Linked DNA regions of Mus musculus: region 1 is linked to region 2. The links are chromatin contacts, called in public Hi-C maps. All regions are on one chromosome and are shown on one strand. The core of a region is the stretch at or near the end of the contact, and the rest is flanking DNA. Distances in the headings are between cores, read along the strand shown.

Evidence for each region. Hi-C and Micro-C count contacts between places; a contact is called where the count stands out from the background.
Region 1: a contact with region 2 is called in a Hi-C map of uterus, with 15 times the contacts expected there. The contact joins two enhancer-like sites. A contact is called at or near these places in 5 of 484 Hi-C or Micro-C datasets (all in uterus).

What each region holds. Positions count from the first base shown.
Region 1 is chr2:144,948,117-144,952,368 of GRCm38.p6, reverse strand. No RefSeq gene overlaps it. Among named protein-coding and RNA genes, the nearest start is that of Gm39952, 120 kb to the right of the region's middle. Within about 2 kb of position 2,943, at least 2 of the 459 cell types and tissues checked have an H3K27ac peak or open chromatin away from gene starts, as enhancers often do. A contact at or near this core is called in uterus, where this site is marked.
Region 2 is chr2:144,632,832-144,637,084 of GRCm38.p6, reverse strand. It overlaps Dtd1 (D-tyrosyl-tRNA deacylase 1), which reads right to left. Exons shown (of 6, transcript NM_025314.3): 4 at 1,221-1,327. Among named protein-coding and RNA genes, the nearest start is that of Dtd1, 35 kb to the right of the region's middle. Within about 2 kb of position 2,099, at least 13 of the 459 cell types and tissues checked have an H3K27ac peak or open chromatin away from gene starts, as enhancers often do. A contact at or near this core is called in uterus, where this site is marked.

The DNA of each region.
Region 1 (4,252 bases), core at 1,694-4,193, 310 kb before region 2:
AGAGAACCCATTTCTATTATGCTACTAGAAGTTGTTATGCAAGGTAGTGGAGGAGAAAACTGATCATCAATAATGCCCAGCCATGAACTCTGTGAGCTACAGTAATGACTGGCCTATTAAGACAAGCCCACTTGTGCAATAATGGCATGAATATCATAGCAGTAACCAACCACTTTCTTATTGTATTTCAGTCATGTTCCATAAAATGGAGCACTACACCTGGCACTATTATTGGGCTCAAGAACCTATAGTTAGACAGCTCAAAGGACCTAGGGGAGAACCTACTACTACTATGTTGCTAAAAGGAAGCAGTATTAAACTGATTCCTAATGAGTTGTCATTATATCCATAAATTAATGCTTCTTTCTACCTACATCTGAAATGCTCCTATTTAAAGTATGGTGATTAACACAGAAACCTGTAATTAGCTATGGTACGGAGATTGAGGCTTCAAATGCTTAGCCCTGAAAGCAGTACATATGTATGTATGTATGTATGTATGTATGTATGTATGTATATTTGTATAGCATCCCACTCTCAAGGCTCAGGGATTCTTATAGAAGCCAAAGGCAGTAGATGACTAAAATGAACTATTCAGGATAGAGCAAGACATCTGCACATATGAATTCACAGTGGTTGCAACAGCATGCACAAAACCTTTGGCAGCCAAAATCTTAGCATGAAGAGGGGAGTTGGGCACATAATCTTATCCCTATCTCTGCAGTTGCTGGAAGAGGAAGAGACAGTTTTTTTCCTAAGAACATAGCCTTTGATGAGTTGACTGTGCTCCAGTGGAGGAGCACACATCTGAGAATATCTGAGTGATACAAATTGGTCTTGAAGAGTTGAATTTTTTAAAGGACACAAAATTGGGTGGGTAAGGAAGAAGGGTGGATCTGGAAAGTGTTGAGGGAGGAGAGTGAAGATAATCAAGACACACAAAACACTCTTAAAGATCCAACAAAAAAAATCCTAGAACAAAGAAAAACACTAGCCATAACATTGAACACTGAAGCTGTTATATCACTGTTAGATGAGAAATGGAACTATTGTCAAGCAAGGAGCAAGAGGATTGTTACATGACAACAAGAAAAATTCCCTAAGACATAACAATTCTAAATATATGTTTACCTAAGAACTCAAAATCACACCAAAAACAAAAGATTCAGTAGACTAGATCAATCCCGATTACACATGGAGAAATTAACATTTCTGCCACAATAATAAACACAAGTAAGGTAGTAGGGTACTTGAGGATATGAAAAATATGGAGAGCATGCAGGTGAAACTAACCTAATTCTAACTAACCTAACCGAAATCTGTAGAACCTCCAAAAGTAACAAAATATATATTATTTACATGAATTCATGAACTATTTACCAAAAAGGATGTTTCTTGGTATAAACAAGAAAATGTAAAATAATTCAATTCATATAAATTCTATGCCCTATAAAATATAAACTCTAACAGTGGAAATTAACTAAAAAATAATAACTAAAGGACATCTTGAAATTATCTATATTTTTGGATGCTGAATAAGCAATAATTTGAAAAACTGGGTTGGAGAAAAAAGAAATGGATAAAGTAAAAACTAAAAAGCAGAAGAAGAGGAAGGTTAAAGAGAGAGATGGAAAAGGGAAAGATGAGTGAAAGAACAGGGATGATCTGAAATATCTCTTATTTGGATAATAGACTTGAACAACTTTCTGGTTTCAGAATATCTAAATATGGTCAAATTAGAGTCTATTGAGACAAACAGATATGAGTGTTCTGATTACAATTCTATCCCAAACACTGTATAAATTGGGCAATCTTGGTACTTAAGCTGGGAACCTTTACTTCTTATGGTTCAAAACAGTGTTTGAAAGGAAGAAGTTCTACATAGTTAGATTTGCTCAGTCAATCTCTGGTCTAGCCAGCCTGATGGACAGGCTCTTGAGCGCAAACTCCCTCACTGACAATTCTCACCTCAAGTGAATACCACCTGAGCTTCGCTTTCCTGAAGGACCATCTACAGCAATGCAGGACCCTTCAAAGCCAAGAGCAGCCAAGTAGCCAGGAGGTTAGCACCCTACCTGAGATGACCACAAACAATAGGGGAATAGGGGCCAAGTGGTAAGTAAGTCAGAGTCCCATCTTTCAGGGTCATTCTCTGTGCTTCTCAGAAATCCTAGCAAAGTAAAGCCCTGCCCCTAACAATGGATTTTTTATGCCATTCTCTTACCTTGCCTGTTCATCACTGCCTGCAAGGTTCACCACCCAGAAAACCTCCTGCATCCTAAGTCTCCAGTCTTGGGCTCAAGATAGACTCAAGATCTAAGAATTTCCTGTCAAGACAGAAATGGCCATTATTCTTAGCCCTGAGCCTCCATCAGAGAATACACACACACACACACCCCAAATCAAGCTATCAACTTGATCATTTTGGGAGGTTGCAGTCAGGGCCTTGTACACACTGAGTAGTCTACTACTGAGCTACTCAAACCTTTGATTTGGTCATTCTTAAAAGAGAAACAAGTCACTAACTGCAGGGAGATGGAAGAAACTGGCTGAAGACTGTCATCCCAGAGACTGGTTACCACTTTTGCATTCCCCCCACCCCCGATATTAACATTGAAGAGCCAAGAGCCTGCAGTCAGCCAGCCAACAATCTTAAGAGTTATTTAATTCCCAGTCCTCCTTCAGACACATAAAATATACATATGTGGAGAATATCTAAAAATGGAAATTGAATTCTGACAAATTTAAGACACATTTTGGACCTGGACTGTCCCTGACAATTCTTCATACAATTTTTTAGGGGAGAAAGTTGGGGCCATGTGCCCTAACTTAGTGACCCCTGTGACTAAAAGGAGGCAAGGAGCAGGACAAGCCCAGCCTTGGAGCTGTTCCTCAAGCACACAGGCAGCCAAGGCTTCCTCCCACCCTGCCCATCCTGACCTCCACAGTGAATCACCTCTCCCCCTTCCAGCATGGCCAGCAATCCGTCAGAGAAAAAGAGACGTCCTCTCCCTTTTAGGAACAAAAATCTTCAAAGCCCTGGCTTCAGAGCTGCTTGGGGACTTTCCAAGGAAATGATCAACAGGACAATATGGAGCTTTCCAAGTCCTTCACCTCTTGTCTGAAGCTAGCTGGGTTTCCTATATATAAATACAGCAAGAAGAAGGATAAAAGAGTGGGGAAAGCCCAGTGCTAGCCGTGGTGAGTTCCCAGTGAAATAGGGGAATGATTATGAACACCACAGGAAGCTAATATCCTTGGGCTTTTCCTGAGAGCATCGTTTCAGGTCATGATATTTCAGAGGGCAGATGAGAGAGACAAGTGCTACTGATGGTGTGCCTGCAGACCAGTTCCAAGCAGAAAGCTAAGCTAATGAGATAGTGAGGAGCGTCAAAATAATGAAAACATCAACAAAGGTCTCAACTGTGGGTTTGCCTGTCCACTGGGGTTGTTTTGTTTGGAAAGACAGCTTTCCCCCACCCCTTGACTTCTATCTAGCTCTGTGGCCCTGACTGGAATATGATATTTTTTTTCCCCATGAAAACTCATGTGGTAGTTTAATTCTTCAGTCTGGCAAGATTGGGAGGTGGGATGTATTAAGCAGAGTTTAGGTCAGGAAGTTATACACTGACCAATGCCTTAAAGGAATGAGTTAACCAGTGTATGACTTAAGCCCCTTTGCTTTTTTTTCCCAACCTATGTGCTTACCCACAAAACACTCAACAGAAAGCAAGCAGATATAGTTGGCCAAACTTGGACTTTCATCAAACTTGAACTGGGAGCCAAATTAATTTTCTTTTATCAATTATCCAGTCTATGCTATTCTGTTATAGCAACACAAAACAGGCATCTGCCCATGCTCCCAGGCCATCTACAAATAAATAAGTCTTCCTATAAAGTCAGATTAAGCTCACCACTGTGTCTTCTTCTGCAGTCACCTATGCCGGCCTCGCGTGACTTGAGGTGCCACTTGCTTATCATACATTTGTTTGCAATAAATGTGAAGCCCACACCCTATAAACTTGGGTCTCTTAGGTTTGTTTGGCTTTTTTAATATCTGAAGATAAAGCTCTAAAAGGTGTTCTGATTAATAATGGAATGAAGTGTAGACCTTCATCCTCCCTGCCCTTGAAATTATCCCATGGCAGCCCAAGTTATTTAAATATATTCACCTAGACATTTCTAAGTCTTAAAAGATTGCTCAAGTCCTTGTATCTGTATATTGCTGTGTTGAAGTAGATTAAATGTTTCA
Region 2 (4,253 bases), core at 850-3,349:
AGTTCATATAAGGCTCTAATGTAGCTAATAGTGTTGGATCAGGGCTAACTTCAGTATGTGATCACTCTAAATAATACATCAAAACTAGGAAAGCCAGGAAAGACTGTAGCAGGGTTCTGTGGGCTCTCCTGTGAGGCTCAAATTATCTCAAAGTTTACATTTCCCTGTAGATTGTTTGTGATTTTTAAAACGTTATCAGTAGGGGTTGGAGAGGTTGCTCAGCGGGTTGGAGCACTGACTGATCTTCCAAAGGTCCTGAGTTCAATTCCCAGCAACCACACAATGGTCATCTATACTAGGATCCAAAGCCCTCTTCTGGTATACAGATGAACATGCAGACTGAGCATTCATATAGATAGGTAGGTAGATAGATAGATAGATAGATAGATAGATAGATAGATAGATAGACAGACAAACAGACGGACAGATGGATGGACAGATGAAATGTGTCAGTAATAGCAACAACCTCAGTTCCACTTTTGAAGCTTAATGCCATGCAGACATGGTCCTACCTCTCAGCCAACACAAAGTGTCAATGGCTCCACACCAGCACTCAGCCTTGTTTATATCCTGCATCCCCCACGTGAGCTCATCGTTCCACTTTGCAGCATCCTAGGAAGGGGACGATGCTAGGAAGGAAGAGCAGGAACAGGCCTAGTTCCACAGCCTGCCATGCCTCATGTCTCTATCAAGTGGATTAATTAAAGCTTTTATATATGCTAAACACAATGGGACAGCATAAGTTTGCAAGACTATTACACATCCCTTTTCTCTGTTTTAATTACATTCTTCCTGAATGCTTATAGAGTTGGCAGTAAATCCAGGTCAGATGTTGCTTTAGAAAAATGAAGACTTATAAAGAATCTTGAGTGGCTCATCTACCACCCACACCTTGGACAAAATCCAATCCAGGTAACCACTCTCACTGGGTACACTAGCCAGGGTCGCTGCTCTGCTGCCACCCAGTGGCAACTGGGTGACATGACACCTAGCCCAAGAACTAGAAGAACAGACGCTTCTAAGAACACTTTGTCTACACGGTGGAGCAGAGACATGCTCAGGAGTTCTTGAGAAGAGAGAAAGTAAGATAGACGTGAGGCTGCAGCCATGAAGGGTTTCCTCCACCTCAGGATGAGGACTTCCCCAGAGACAATGATTAGGTCAAGGCACATTACCTATCTATACCCTCCAGACTGGCAGGCTCCAGGTTCTAGGCTTACCTGCTTTGGGTCAGAGCTAGCAGCTCCAGGAGCAGGGGACTCCAGCTCTATAGTCACAGGCCCATCGTTCTGAATGTGCACCTGCATGTAGGCACCAAACTTGCCATCTGAAAAAACAATCAAACAAATTCAAGAGTTGGAGACCCCAGGTTTACCTGGCCAAAGACCACATGGACAACAATGTAATAAAAATATAAAAACCTGGGCAGTGGGGCCTGCCAGACAACACAGGACAAATGGCCATCCCCATGAAGGACTTAGGAAGGGGAGGCAGCTAAACAGCACAAACATTACAGGCTGACCAAGAGAACTGGCAAAAAAAGACCTGGTAACACAGAATGCCATGTGTGTGGCAGGAAGGCACACTAGCACAGCCACTGAGCGATACCATCTTGGCCTCATGCCCATTAAAGGCTCTCATATCAATCCCCATTCGTTGGCCTTCTGGGTTTAAGGCAGCTTTATGACTCCAGTACAGAATCTTTCTCCAGGAGCCATGACTTCCACCACATCAGCTTTCCATTCTGATTCTTCCCAGTCCGTTCACTTCCTCCTTAATTCCACAAGGATTTAAAAAGACAGACAGACAGACACACACACACACACACACACACACACACACACACTAGCATTGGTTTTCCTCAGTGCACAGACAGTAACACCAGAGATGGTATTAAAAGCACCCAAACTGTCTGCCATCTTTTATAGGCAAGATAATCTGGTTCCCAGTGGGGAACCAAGTGTGCCCAAATAATGGTGGCTTTCTGTGATCTCTTATGATTAAAGTGGCCATTCAAATCAACAGAGCCTTTGTTTTATCTGTGTCACACTAGCTAAAAAGACATCAGCTGGGAAGGAAATCATGTGTTTAATTGCATGCTAAAATTATGGCTACAATTAGTAGCAAATTTCACCATCTACGCTCCTCAGGGAAGCTGCAGGCAGACTCAGGAGGAAGAGAATTATTTTCAACCTTGAATTTCTGTTGGCAGGATATACGGCACATGCTTCACTGTGGTTCTCATTCCAAGTAGTGAGAAATTATTTTTCTTTTCCTGTTTTTCTTCAGTTGGGAACAGAACTATTATCTGAATTTCCATTTGTACACACAATAAATCCAAAGACAGGTTTTAAGAGGTCTTAAAATGGTAACATTTTTTTCCAGTCCAGATCAAAGGGTGAAGTCCCCAAGAAAAATTACACTGGCCAGGGAAAATAAATACACTTTTAAAAATAAAAGACAAGAACATATCTACAAAATTACATCTGGTTTCATGTGGTGATATAATCGAGTTGTTCTTAACTATAAGTCTCAGGGTTCCACCCAGGGCTGCAGGACAAGCACGTGTCAAACATGTTTGTGCCACATGTTTCAGACACAAAAACCCCTGGCTGGGGCCCAGCATCTACACACTGGTCTCGGGCAGCTGCTGTTTGAGGCCCCCTCCTAATCAGGCTGGAAGGTGAACCACACATCAGGAATCACTACTGACCTGAGGCTGCTGTCCCTGCCTCTCTAGACAATGCTCAACTGACTCTCACCACATACCAAGAAGGTCCACCCCGCCAGTCTGGGGCCAGTCATCATGATTGCAATGAATGTGTAAAAAGCTTTGGTCCCTGTTACTAACGTACCTACCATTGGCCATCAGAGTATATGGTCAGTCTGAGGGACAGCCCAGACAACTGACCAGGAAACACAACAACAACAAATGTTATCAAAGGAAAAATGGAGTGACCAAGAGGCATGTGCTGTTGTTTCTACCATCCAGAGCACTGCCATGACCCACTGGGATGTGGCCCAATGTTAGGGGACATGGCACTAGACAAGAGCCTTGGGCTAGCTTGAACCAAGCCCATCTCCTATAGGCAGTTCCCTTCCACCCAGGAAGTGTTCTCACCACCCAGACTTCTTTCCTGTTCCACTCTTGACCTGTTCAGAGCCCAAGCAGAGCCCAAGGAGGAGTTGCTCGTGGAAACTCCAACACAGGGTGCACAAGCACCAGGCCATGGAAAGGCTATGGTCACTGTCTAAGCTGCAGGGCTTTGAATCCCAGGACTGGGAAGGATACTCATGGGGTTGGCACTGGCAAGCTTCTGGCATATGTAGCAGCTCTAGCCTCATGTGCAGAGCCTGCTTCCATGGAAACAGCAGTGTATCCCAGCATCACCACCTCCTCAGAGGACATGGCCTCACCAGAGCAACACACTGGGTCAACGACTGCAACACAGCAATGGATGCCTGGCTCCAGACAAACTGACTGCCAGTGGCAAGGGCTCTAGGATCCTGCAGCAGAAACCAGACTCTCCAGGAAAGACACCTCCTCAGACTTTCCTGGGAAGACAGCTGCTTGTCAACACATGGGGACAGTATGGGTAACTGAGCTTCTCAGAGTGTGAACAGCCAGACCTGAGTATAGATCTCTATTCTATACTGGAAGCCTTGAAGGGATCAAGAGAGGCAAACCCTAGACCATTAGTGATTCTCCCAGGCCCAGGCTCCCCTTCTGAAAGTGTTCTGCTTAGCTGTGCTAATTCTGTGCACTGAGGCAGCCCAGGTCCAGGATGTCATAGCAAGGCTTACTAGAGAAGGGGATATACCTGCAGCCCAAGATCAAAAATGTCTAGTTATAGGAAGGGGCTACCCTCAAACACAAACCATAGAGCCAAAAATATGGCTCTATAGTAAACAACCATTTGGCTGGTAAATAAGTAGGGCCAAAAGTCACCTCAGCTGGCAGATATTCTAACTGAGCTTAGGTGCCAAGATCATAGATTCATAGCAATTAAGGAAACTCATCTCGTCTAACACAGAGATTCTAGGCAATGCCTCTGATCATAGGACATGGCTCAGATATCTTTGTGATCTGCAGTACCTAACAACTCTCTGCCTAGATAACCTCACAGGAAGTAGAAGTCCACCTCGTCCCGTAAAGGGGACACACAGAACCTATGTGGGATGGCTGCAGTGTTTGAGGTCCTGATGGACCTACAAGGACAACTTTGTAATACAGGTATGCAAATATGTTGGCC